2 separate regions of the Capra hircus genome follow, and region 2 is linked to region 1. The links are chromatin contacts, called in public Hi-C maps. All regions are on one chromosome and are shown on one strand. The core of a region is the stretch at or near the end of the contact, and the rest is flanking DNA. Distances in the headings are between cores, read along the strand shown. Region 1 has its middle 22 kb from the start of PPP1R8. Region 2 overlaps RPA2 (replication protein A 32 kDa subunit).

Region 1 (6,493 bases), core at 2,001-4,500:
GCCTTCCTGAAACCCGTTCCTCCACGCTCCCCTCCGCAGTGAATGGCACCTCTGAAAGGCCAGGTGCCCAGGCCAGGGGTCTTCTTTCTCCCAGGACTCCGCCTCCTCTCTGCAGCTGCCACCTCAACCCAGGCGCCTTCAGTCTTGCCACTGGTCTTCAGTCTCTGCCACTGCCTCCAGCCTCACCTCTCCCTCAGCACCGTCCTGCCATCTGCCCTTTAAATGCTGCCTTCTGGACTTCTCTGGTGGTCCAGATTAAGAATCCGCCTGCCAATTCAGAGGACATGGGTTTGATCCCTGGTTCAGGAAGATTCCACCTGCTGTGGAGTAACTATCCCCATGACCCTTGGGGTGAAGTGTGAGCTCCCAATGACCCAGCTCGTCTGGGCCCTGACAACTCTGCAATCTCATCTCTTGCCCTCCCTTTCCAGAACTCCCCCTTCAGCCACTTGGAAGCGCTTGTACTCCATTAACCCTGAAATACCCTGTTGCTTCCCCAGGCCTTTTGCACCTGCTGGGAAAGCTCCTCACCATTTTCATGCAGGATCACCTCTATTCCCCCATCAGATCCCAGCCTTCACACTCCATTTCTAGGGAAGCCTTCCTGATGACCAAGTTGGTTAGGAGTGCCTCTCCTAGCAATGGTTCTTTCATTCAACAAATATTTACTGCTTGTTTAGGCTTCCCTGGTGGCTCAGACGGTAAAGCGTCTGCCTGCAATGTGGGAAACCCGGGTTCAGTTCCTGGGTCGGGAAGATCCCCTGGAGAAGGAAATGGCAATCCACTCCAGCACTCTTGCCTGGAAAATCCCATGGATGGAGGAGACTGATAGGCTACAGTCCATGGGGTCGCAAAGACTCGGACACGACTGAGCGACTTCGCTTTCACTAGATGAGCTAATCCCTGTCCCAGCCACTTCAAATACATCCAGAAACAATTGCAACCACCATCCATGCCCCTAGTAGAGCTCACATTCAAATGGGGTTGGGGATGGGTGAGACAGACCATAAACAATACAGAGTGAATAAGCAATTGATCCAGTGTGGGTGAAGGCAATGGGTGCCATGCAGAAAATGGAGCAAGGGAAGCGGGAGGCAGAAGGGGGGTGGGGCGACTGCAGTCCTCACTGGAGATGGTAACCTTTGGGTGAAGACTTTGTCAGCAACCTCCAGCCAAAGACCACCAGGAAGACAGGAAAATTATCACCTTGGGTTTCTGACTCATAGTGAGGGACAGCGCCCTCCATGGGGAGCATGGGGACCGTGGGGCCACTCAGAGAGCCTTAGAAAGGCCTTACTCTAGGATTTGGACTTGGGTTAGATGATTTAGGAGGGCTCCAGGAACCAGGACTTTCCTATGGATTGGATGCTGTCAAGAGCAGGGGCAATTCTATGACTGGGGATCTTAATGAACCTTAATGAGGAGGGAAGACCAGACGCAGGCTACCGCTGTTATTAGCATGACACAAGTTTTCCTTATGAACTGTAGGGGGATGGCCATAACAGATTACCACAAACTTGGTGGCTTAACAGAAATTTACTCTCACGGTTCCAGAGGCCAGAAGTTTGCTGTCAAGATGTTGGCAGGGTTGGTTCTTCTGGAGGCTCTGTTTCATGCCTCACTCCTTACTTCTGGTGGCTGATGGCAGCCCCTCGTGTTCCTGGGCTTCCAGATGCTCTTCACAAGTTTCCCCTGTGTCTTGATGTCTTTCCCTGTCTCTTACAAGGACATTTATCACTGGACCTAGGGCCCACTCTTATCTAAGATGATTGCATATCAAGATGCTTACTATAATTACATCTGCAAAAGCTCTTATTCCAAATAAGGTCACATTCTGAGTTCCAAGTGGACGTACCTTTTGGGGTCACGAGTCAACCCACTACAGAGATGGCTGGTCCTTTTAGTGGTTTGGATGCAATGTTCTGAAAATATCAATTAAGTCTAACCGTTCTATTGTCTCATTTAGGATCTCTGTCGCCTTATTGATCTTTGTCGCCTCTTTCTGTCCAGAAGATCTGTCCATTGATGTGAAGTGTTAAAGTATCCTACTCTCACTGTTTTCCCATCAGTTTCAACCTTTATGTCTTAGTATTTGTTTTAGATATTTGGGTGCTTCCGTATTAGGTGCCTGTATGTTGATGAGTATAAAATCCTTTTCTTGTATTGATCCTTTTACCATTATACACCGTCCTTCCTTATCTTTCCTTTAACAGCCTTTGCTTCAAAGTCTGTTTTGTCTGACTTGAGTATTGCAACTTCAGCTTTCATTTGTTTGCATGAAATATCCTTTTCCATCCCCTCACTTTTGATCTGTGTGGGTCCTTTGCCCTAAGGTGGGTCTCCTGTAGGTAGCATATTCCTAGGCTCTTGTTTTTTCATCCTGTCTGCCACTCTGTTCTTTGATTGGAGCATTCAGTCCATTGACATTTAAGTTAATTATTCCTTTTTGTAGTTTGGATAACATTCACATTTTTTCTGTGTTCAGACATGATTGTCTTGACCCATCATGGTCACAGAGCGGTCTTGTCTGGACACTGATGTTCTGTGAAACTTTATGTGCAGGAGGAGAATACCAAGGCCCAGCTGTGGCAGCCAGGCCAGCCACTGGAGGCCAGGGCCTGCTGTCCTCTTGTTCAACTTGAAGGCAATGAGGGAGGGAGCCATCTGGGGGAAGTGTTCCAGCTACAAGGGCAGGATGGGAGTGTGCCTTTAAGGGCCAGCCAGTCCCTGGTGTGGCTGTGGCCAAGGGAGCAAGGGGGAGAGAGGCAGCGGGACAGAGAGGCAATGGGAGGGGCTGCAGAGCAATGTACACAGTGGCTCTTAACACTGCAGGAAATAAGGGGCCTTGGGAATGCTCTGAGCAGAGCAGTGAACACCAGGACTGGAGTCATCAGCAGGCATGGTTTTGATAAGAGTGTTAGGACAAAAGCCTGACTGAAGTGGATTTGCGTGCGAGTGGGAGGGTGAAGACACAAGACGAGACAATTCTTTCCAGAAGTTGTACTGAAAAGTGGAGCAGAGAAACAGGAAGTCGCTGGTGAGAAAGTGGAATCAAGAAGGTTTTTCGCTTTTTCTCTTTGAAAGCAGTGACGGTGCATTTGAACGCTGCTGGGGAAAGTCTGGAGGAGAAACCGTCTTGACGGTGTCAGCTGGAGAGGGCATAACCGGAGGGGGAGGGAAGACAGGCTCCAGGTGCAGGTGGTGGCCTGGCTGTGGAGGAAGACCATGGTAATGAGGAGAGAGGCGGGCTGCGGGGCTGAGGCAGGCCGGCTGGCTGGGAGACTTCATCAGTAGAGGCTCTCTGTGGAAAGCCTCCCTCCACATCTCAGCTGCACTTCCTGTCAGTAATCTTGCCCCCAGGCCACGAGTGTAGTAATAGTGTCTGCAGGGGCCCCTTTAGACACCCTGCCTGGCCCAGGTGTGGAGACAGCACTTGAAGCTCCACAGACCCCAAAGGGGACCAGAGATGGAGACAGAAGGGTAGGAAACTGAGGAAGAGAAAAACCAGAAAGGGATCAAAATTCAACCCAGTCTCCCACAGACCCCAGGCACAGGCAGGGGCCTCAACCTGAGTCAGAAGCTACCTTGTGCTGTTCACAGCCCTAAGCATCAGGGCCAGGTCTGAATTGCTGAGAAATTCACTTGTCAAGCTGAGCACTCTCTGTGAGCCTCAAGTTCCCAGCTATAAAGGGGAGAACACCACCAACCTCCTCTTGGGTCTTCTGGGAGAATTTAGGGGTTATAAAACACACAAAAGTACCATCGGGGTGCCTGACAAGGAGCCAGATTTGTTTTCCTTCTCCCCTCTCATCTCCCGCCCCGGCGGACCATCCTACATCTTCACACCGGTTCCTACAGCAGCTCCGAAAATGGGAGCAGGGCCCCGCCTGCTGGCTGACTCTGGAACTGCTCCTCTGCCCCCCGCCCAGAGGTAGACTACATGCACATCCAATTCTTCCAGCAATCTCATTCCACGGCAGCAGATACCATGCAAATTCGGTAGGTGAGCACTCAGGCCTTCTTACCACCTCCACAATCACGGGGCAGGGGCTTTAATACACCCTGACCCCCTTTATTCCTACAGCTGCCCCTGCCTGGAGTGCCCCCACCTCCATCTGGAAATGTCAGAGGTCCGGGGCTTTCCACGACCCTCACCTCTTAGCGCCCCCTCACTCTCAGAGAGAACTCCCCATTCTCTCAACATTTGGACTTAACCTCTAGATTGGCTAAACCGTGTGGAGAGAACCGAAACACCTGTCTCCCCTGCTTTGAGACTCACCCGAGGGCAGGAACTGCCTCATTCACCTGTTATTTTCTGACACCAGAATCCCATCAATCACTGCCCTGCCTGAAACCTCCCCACTCTGGGTGGGGAGGGTACGTGTCTGTGTGATGTGTATGTCTCTAGATTTTCCCCATATTTATGTCTTCACACATATGTCCTTCACTGGCTTCCTTATACCTTCAAATTCCCCAGCAAAGCTCACAGCATAGGACCTGGCCTCTGTCTTCCTGATTCCTCCCTCCTGCCGAGTAGTCATCCCCTCATCCATCTTCCATGCATCTCTCACTGGTTCCTCTCCCTGGAGAACTACAGCTCACACTCCTCCATGCAGCAAATCCCGACTTGATCAATGCTCAGGGCAAATGTCATCTCCCTAGAGGCCTCCCTGACACCCCAGTCTCGCTCATCTCTGCTGTCCTCATCCCATCTATCCCTCAGCTGAAGCCTTCAGCATCGGAGCAGCAGCACCGTTAAGTGTGCCTGTTTCCCTCTAGAAGGCAGGCCTCTAGCGGGCAGGGATAGTGCCCTTCCGTACGCCCAACTCACACGTGTTCAATCCATGTTAGCTGAAGTCCCCACTGCCATCGTTCGCTCACAAGCAAAATGAGGGATCCAGCCAGGATCTCACAAACCCTTCTGACTCTAAAAATTCTGAGTTGATAACGACAAGCATATTTTAGGCAAGCAGTTACCAAACAGTTGCTCTTGAGCTGTGATCAACCTGTTGTTTTCTGCCAAAAGGTCCTTCTCCATGGGGTTCACCACCCTCTCCCATCCTGGGGAGGTAAACAGGAGTCATCCCCTCCTTTCTCAGCACAGGGCCCATTAGGGGCACAGGACGCTGGGGAACCAACAGTCGCTTCTCATCTCTGCATCTCTCCCCAGCGCTGTGCTCACTGGACCAATGGAGACCATCTGCCAATCCTGGTGAACAGGAGGGGTTTATCTCCCCAGTCATTGGCTAGAGCTGTGTTAGGGGCAAGAGGCAGCTAAGCCCCTTCCTGCACTATTCCCCTTAGAGGGGCACTAAAACAGGGTTGGAATAAATCAGAAATCTGGGTGCCAGGGATGCCAGGTTTCCATACTATGCCTCTATTTGCTGTGTAAGCACCAAATTCAGCCATTCCAGCTTCCACCAAAGTCAAACGGACCTTTGAAAAGAGCGAGCTTTGCAGGCTTGGATATTCCCTACTGAGCCTTCTTTGAGACACAAATTGAAGTTTTACTCTGCAACTCAAATTCTGAAACCAAATAACACATGGCATAATCTCTTACCAGAAGGATTTTATTACCTAAAATACATCTAAATCCTTTTAAGTTGTCCAGTTTGGGAAAAACTTTTCTTTCAATTTCCAAACATCTAGCTCCAATCTACAGAGCCTGATGGCAAGCCAACTACGGCTCGTACACTCCTCCCCTTACCTCATCCCGGAGGCCGTGTTAACCTGTGCTCAGGCTCTGGAGTCAGAATCCAGTTCCAATCCTGACTTCACTACATGAAAATCATAAGGAAGTTTATCTCTGAGCCTGTTTCCTCATCTGTAAAATAGGGATAAAAACAGTATTCCTTAGGGCTATTAAAATTAAATAAATGCTGCAGATGGTTGCTTGACAGTAGGCAGGTACTCAACGAATGATTTTGAACCAGCACTAATAGTAACCTTTGCTATGACGACAGGAAGGTGTCCTCATAAGATGAGGACAGTCATCGTTACGGAAGCCAGCAGAGAAGTTAAACTTCCGTCTAGCTGTGATTTTATAGATCTCTGTTCCTTTTATCAGGCTGCTCCTGCTGTGAGTCCACACTCTCGCCCTAAGGGATTTGGAGCCTCGTTGGCATTTTAGCCAGTCACGTGCGTTGTCTCACCATGCACAAAGCGCGCTTCCTGCACAGTGTCCTAGCATGCAAGACACATCCACCCAGCTCAAACTCCAGCTGAGATCCCCTCTAAACGTCCTCAACTTCCTCTCGCTTGCTTGCTCTCACTCCTGTGCTTTCTGAGCTGTAGCTCAAATGCACACAGCTGCAGCCAGACGGTGGTGGTTACACTGGGACAAGGGCACCCGTCTGTCTGTCTTAACCCACTTTGCTCAGTGAGGCTTCATCAGGGGACTGGAATCTCTAATTAGAATTTCCAATTCATCAAGGGGCATCTTTATTTGTGGTAATAAAATGGGGACACAGCGTCACCTCCCAAGCCTGACAGC
Region 2 (6,493 bases), core at 2,535-5,034, 60 kb before region 1:
TAGGCTGAGCTCTTTACTTCAGGATTTTCAGTCCATATTCAGAGAAAAACCCCAACTAAGACAGCATTTTGCTGCTTCCCTTTCAAGCTACTGGCTAAATGAGAAAATGTATTCACCATTATTTTGTCCTGAAATTATACTTCTTGTTTCATGTTGAAGTTTCTCAACATCTTTTTCTGTAGTATGAATTTAGTTTGACAAGTCCATCTAGGACCACACAAAAGATTTGTTGATCTGAGTATTAGAATGCCCTTAGATGATTCTGGTAGCAAGGTGGAGGCCTGGTTACAGTAGGAGGGACTGGAAAACTGATTTGCTTTTGCATCCTGTTCTTTGCCAAGCACTTTGCTAAGCACTGCGGATACAAAGAGAAATTCATTCAATTTATTGAACATAGCATATGCAAATCATTATTCAGGGTCCTAGGAATACAGCAGTGAACAAGATGGATAAAGTGTCTGCACTCAAACTTACATTCTTGAGAGAGATGGATCATAAACAAGGAAATAAATATTGTTATAGATACTCTAGTGGAGGTGATGGAATTCCAGTTGAGCTATTTCAAATCCTAAAAGATGATGCTGTGAAAGTGCTGCACTCAATATGCCAGCAAATCTGGAAAACTCAGCAGTGGCCACAGGACTGGAAAAGGTCAGTTTTCATTCCAATCCCAAAGAAAGGCAATGCCAAAGAATGCTCAAACTACTGCACAATTGCACTCATCTCACACACTAGTAAAGTAATGCTCAAAATTCTCCAAGCCAGGCTTCAGCAATACGTGAACCATGAACTTCCAGATGTTCAAGCTGGTTTTAGAAAAGGCAGAGGAACCAGAGATCAAATTGCCAAGGTCCTCTGGATCATGGAAAAAGCAAGAGAGTTCCAGAAAAACATCTATTTCTGCTTTATTGACTATGCCAAAGCCTTTGACTATTTGGATCACAGTAAACTGGAAAATTCTGAAAGAGATGGGAATCCAGACCACCTGACTTGCCTCTTGAGAAACCTGTATTCAGGTCAGGAAGCAACAGTTAGAACTGGACATGGAACAACAGACTGGTTCCAGATAGGAAAAGGAGTACATCAAGCCTGTATATTGTCACCCTGCTTATTTGACTTTTATGCAGAGTACATCATGAGAAATGCTGGGCTGGAAGAAGTACAAGCTGGAATCAAGATTGCCAAGAGAAATATCAATAACCTCAGATATCCAGGTGACACCCCCTATGGCAGAAGGTGAAGAAGAACTAAAGAGCCTCTTGATGAAAGTGAAAGAGGAGAGTGAAAAAGTTGGCTTAAAGCTCAACATTCAGAAAACGAAGATCATGGCATCCAGTCCCATCACATCATGGCAGATAGATAGGGAAACAGTGGCTGACTTTATTTTTCTGGGCTCCAAAATCACTGCAGATGGCGATTGCAGCCATGACATTAAAAGACCCTTGCTCCTTGGAGCAAGTTATGACCAACCTAGATAGTATATTAAAAAGCTGGGACATTACTTTGCCAACAATGCTCCGTCTAGTCAAGGCTATGGTTTTTCCAGTAATCGTGTATGGATGTGAGAGTTGGAGTATGAAGAAAGCTGAGCGCCGAAGAATTGATGCTTTTGAACTGTGGTGTTGGAGAAGACTCTTGAGAGTCCCTTGGACTGCAAGGAGATCCAACCAGTCCATCCTAAAGGAGATCAGCCCTGGGTGTTCATTAGAAGGAGTGATGTTTAAGCTGAAACTCCAATACTCTGGCCACCTGATGTGAAGAGTTGACTCATTGGAAAAGACCCTGATGCTGGGAAGGATTGAGGGCAGGAGGAGAAGGGGACGACAGAGGGTGAGATGATTGGATGGCATCACCGACACAATGGATATGGGTTTGGGTGGACTCCAGATGTTGGTGATGGACAGGAAGGCCTGGCATGCTGCAGTTATAGGGTCACAAGGAGTCAGACACGACTGAGCAACTGAACTGAACTAATAGATACTCTGCAGTAAAGCAGAATAGGACAGGACAGTGATGGAGAAAAATGTATGGTATAATTTTAGATGAGAAAAGAACATTCGAAGCTGAGGAAATAAAAAATGAGAAGCCGCAAGATTGGAACAAGCTTGGCATATCTGAGAACATTAAAAAGCCACACTGTCTGTCTGGAGTGAAGCAAATGACAGGAAGATGGTAGAGGGATGTAGACAAGGAAGTGGGACCCAGAGGAGGTAGGGCTTTGTAGGCTGTAGTAAGAATTACTGTCTTCTCACTGGTAGTAAACTTTTAGAAGATTTTGACTAGGGAGTGTTGGGGTGTGATTTACCATTGCAAAAGCTAATTTGAGCTCTTGTATGGAGAGAGATTGAGGCTCCAGCAATAGCAACAGCAGTAATTTGGGGGAATGGTGGTAGGAACTGGGAGAAGAGGTTGGATTCTAACCTATTTTGAAGATAGAGCTGCAGAACCTATTGATAGTTTAGAAACAGGATATAAAGAAAAGGCAGGGTTCAGATATAACTCCTAGGGTTGGGGCTTGATTAACTAGATGAAGCTAGCAGGTTTTGAGGATAAAATCCAGAATTCTGTTTTGGAGTTAACAAATGTAAAGTGCCAGTTAGACACCCAAATGGAGACCGGAGTGGAAGGTTGTCTGTATAAGGCTGGGACTCGAGGGAGGGATCAGGGCTAGAGAAAGCACTTTGGGAGTCATTGTGTGGATGGTATTTAAAGCTTCAGAAGAGATGAGATGAGATAACTAGTGAGTTATTAGAGACCTGAGCTCTGGAACACTAACCTTTAGGAGTGTGGAGGCACAGGAACCAGAGAAAGTCAAAGAAGTTGTCAGCTGGACAGGAAGAAAATTGGGGAATGTGATTCCATAGGATATTCTGAAAAGAGTATTTTAAGGACAGGATGGAGTTCAACTGGAGAAAGCTGCCCAGAAGTCAAGTAAGATGATGAGAGGGGTCTGTTGAATTTGGAAACATGGATCTCCAAAAGAGTGGCTTTAGTAACAGTAGGGGGAGCATGGGTTAGAAAGAATGGGATTGGATAGAAAGTTTAGGGTGTTTATTTTATGACTGTGCTTCATAACATACGTATGTATCAAATGTTCTGTGATAAAAATGGTTTAAAGTGAGAATAGGTGGAAGTTGTGAGCATAGACAATTATATTGAGGAGTAAATAAAATAATCCTTTCTCTCACTGAGTTGCCTCAAGCATTGCCGGGGTGGGGTTCAGATCACTTAAGTAGTGGAAGCAGCAATGAGTGGCAAGTGCAGTACACCGTGGAACCACAGAGGGGAGTTGGCCATCCTGACCCAGACATCAAGAAAGGCCTGCTGGAGGAGATGATGCCTAAACCAGGTCGTAAAATTTACATGGGAGGTAGGGGGGATACATGAAGCAGGTCGTATCAGCAGAGGTATCCAGAGAAAAAATAGTGTTCATGTCAGTATTATTATAACATGAGATTTCTGTTTTACCAGAAAGCAATGTGAAGGCATCTAGCTTGAAAACAAGAGGATCATGACTGATTTTTGTTGTTTATTTTTTTTATGACCTCAAAGCATTGGCATTTAATGGATAAATGTTGAAGGAATGAGTCTCCTGCCTGGATGGGAGTTCCCCTGATGAGCTTCCACAATGCTCTTTTACTTGTAATGAGTACTTAACATATTTGAGCTTTTGTCATCTTTATTCAGTTCAATAAACATTGACTGAGCACCTGCTGCCCACCAGGCACTGCAAAGCTGAAGGGAAGTGACCAACCATGATGGCTGCTGTGGGAGGGAATGGAGTGAGTGCTGTGAGACCAGAAAGAGCACAGCTAACCTGGCCTGGGAGGGTGTCAGGGACGGCTTCTTGAAGGCAGTGGCAATTAAGTTGGGCTTTGAAGGATAAGAAGAGTGTTTCCCAGGCAGATGACGAGAGGAGCATTCCAGACATGGAATAAAGTGTCAGAGGCATGTGTGAACGGCCAGAAGTCTCTGTGTTAAAACCTAGTGGTCAAGAATTAAAAAAAGACTCTGATGTCTAATTGTGGTAGGTCTTGACTGTCCAGGAATTTTCATATTATTTTCACAGGCAGGGGGAGCCAGCTGAAAACATTTAGGTGGAGGAGAGACGTGATCAGAAATTATTACTTGGAGCAATAAGGAGGGTTGGTTGACATAGGAGAGACTTCCAGCTGAGACACTAGTCAGGAGACTAGGGGTGATGAGGATGGACTGGAACTGTTGAAGATCATATTAATAGGGTGTGGTGCAGACTATGGGAGATGAGTGACTGGAGACACAGATGGCTGACTTCTGCAGGACTGGGCTTGGGCTTGCTAACTGAGATGGAATACATAGCCAGTAGGTCAGTTTGGGGAGGAAAGTAGTGAACTTTATTTTGAAGTGCATGGGACATCTAAGTGGTGGTCTTCAGCTGATGGTTGGGGACAAGGATTTGTGGTCTCAAAGGAAGTCTGGGATGAAATTCTGGGGGAACTATCAGCCTTCTGAAAGACAGGTAGATGAGGAGACTGAGAGGAGATACTGAGAAGGCAGAGTTCGTTAAGTGGACAGCTAGAAGAATATGGTGCTAGGAAGCCCAGGGATAGGTCCATTTCAAGAGGAGTGTGGTCAACAGTGTCTGCTTCTGAGAGGTCAAGTGTTATGAGGGACTGAAAGGGATTACTGGCTGTGTTGGTTGAAAAGCATTGGTGACTTTGGTGGGAACAGTTTCAGGGGTATATTTGGGGGGAATCCAAATAGGGGAGAAGTGAAAATAGTGACTATTACTGTTTTTTAGAAGTTTGGTTAAAAAAAAAAGTGGGTGATGAGAATTGTGTCTTCTTTTCCCTCCTTGTAATGCTTAATGCCTAGCTGATGCTTAGTAAGTGCTTGCATGATTTAGCACCAAAGGTAGATACCACTATAGCAGAACTCATTAATTTTCTTTGTGCTTTTTTTCCTCTGGTTCCTCTCACATCGCAAAGAAAAGGGTAAGCCAGGAAGTATCTTTTTCTGTTTGATATGATATATATATTTCAGAGAATGACTTTATCTTATGAAATACTCATTAGATAATAGCTGTCCTTTCCAGTCTAAGCAATTGTTATTTGGAAAATTCTGCTTAGGACATTCCCTGGCAATGCAGTGGTTAGGATTCAGTACTTTCACTGCCGTGGCCTGGATTCAATCTCTGGTTGGAAAACTTAAGATCCAATAAGCCATATGTTGTGGTCAGAAAAAACAAAAAAAAATTTGCTTAAATTGTTTTTTGTAAACTACTTATTAAGATATTTAAAAGAGCAAGAACTGTGTTTAAATTGTTGTGAACTTCTTAATTCAGCCTTCAGCTGGGAGAGCACCTGTCAGCAATCCAGGAATGGGTGAAGCTGGGAACTTCGGTGGGAATAACTTCATACCAGCAAATGGCCTCACTGTGGCCCAGAACCAGGTAAACACTGGAGTGGCTCCAGATTTTGCAAGACACAGAGCTGTAAATTGTTACTTTCTTAATGGTGCTAAGTATCTGACTCATTTCTTTCTTATAAAGAGATTCTTGCTTGATAGGGGAGCTGATTCATAGTAGTTTCTGAAATCTTTCTGATTTGAATCTTTAGGTGCTGAATTTGATCAAGGCTTGCCCAAGACCTGAAGGATTAAACTTTCAGGATCTCAAGAACCAACTCCAACACATGTCCGTAGCCTCAATCAAGTGAGTATTTGGTTTCTGTGAGCTAGGGTTCTGGAATTGTACCCATTTCACCTCACCAAGGTTTCCTTTAATGAGAAGTGAGTTAAAAAAAGAACAACTGTTGACTGTTAAAAGGAAAGTTGTTTAGTCATGGAAAAATAGAAAAAGGACTCATAAAGATGGTGCTGCTTGTCACTTCCCTCATTCATTTTTTCATTCAACAAATAGTAAGTCCAGTTAAGTGTGAAGTATGTAATTTTGAGCAAAAATTGACATGATACCTCTTGTGGAATTTAGTCTAGAGGAATGAGATCCTGACTCCTGGTCCTCAAGTGTACACTCTCATTGGTGTTACTGTCCCAAATGTGGAGAGTGTGCCTCACACTATCTGGACCTAAAGCTGTTCGACAGTCTTTCTAGCATCATTGTCCTGATAACCTGTTAGATGAGCAGCTTCCTGATTCTAATGAACTCGTATTGTGTTCAAACAAACAGAGTATTGTGTTTGTGATAAATCAGTTGAAATTATAGATCTCAATAGAGAAAAATGCTCATGTCTCATTCTATTTCCTGTCCTATAAGATGAGGATAATAATTCCTGTCTTAAAAGTTACTGTTATGATGAGGTGCAGAATGGTGGTCACAATAGTAGGTGCTTTCTAAGTTGTTACTATTATTAAATATGACACTGACACTGACCCAGTTCAGTGCAGTTCAGTTGCTCAGTCGTATCCGACTCTTTGCAACCCCATGAATCACAGCATGCCAGCCGTCCCTGTCCATCATCAGCTCCCTGAGTTCACTCAAACTCATGCCCGTTGA

What was found. A called contact is a pair of places that touch in the nucleus more often than the background predicts.
Region 2: a contact with region 1 is called in a Hi-C map of blood, with 3 times the contacts expected there. The contact joins two enhancer-like sites. A contact is called at or near these places in 3 of 5 Hi-C or Micro-C datasets (all in blood).

The regions. Positions count from the first base shown.
Region 1 is chr2:10,442,403-10,448,895 of ARS1.2, reverse strand. No RefSeq gene overlaps it. Among named protein-coding and RNA genes, the nearest start is that of PPP1R8, 22 kb to the right of the region's middle. Within about 2 kb of position 3,250, at least 1 of the 5 cell types and tissues checked has an H3K27ac peak or open chromatin away from gene starts, as enhancers often do.
Region 2 is chr2:10,503,107-10,509,599 of ARS1.2, reverse strand. It overlaps RPA2 (replication protein A 32 kDa subunit), which reads left to right. Exons shown (of 9, transcript XM_005676786.3): 7 at 5,324-5,431; 8 at 5,598-5,692. Among named protein-coding and RNA genes, the nearest start is that of RPA2, 16 kb to the left of the region's middle. Within about 2 kb of position 3,784, at least 1 of the 5 cell types and tissues checked has an H3K27ac peak or open chromatin away from gene starts, as enhancers often do.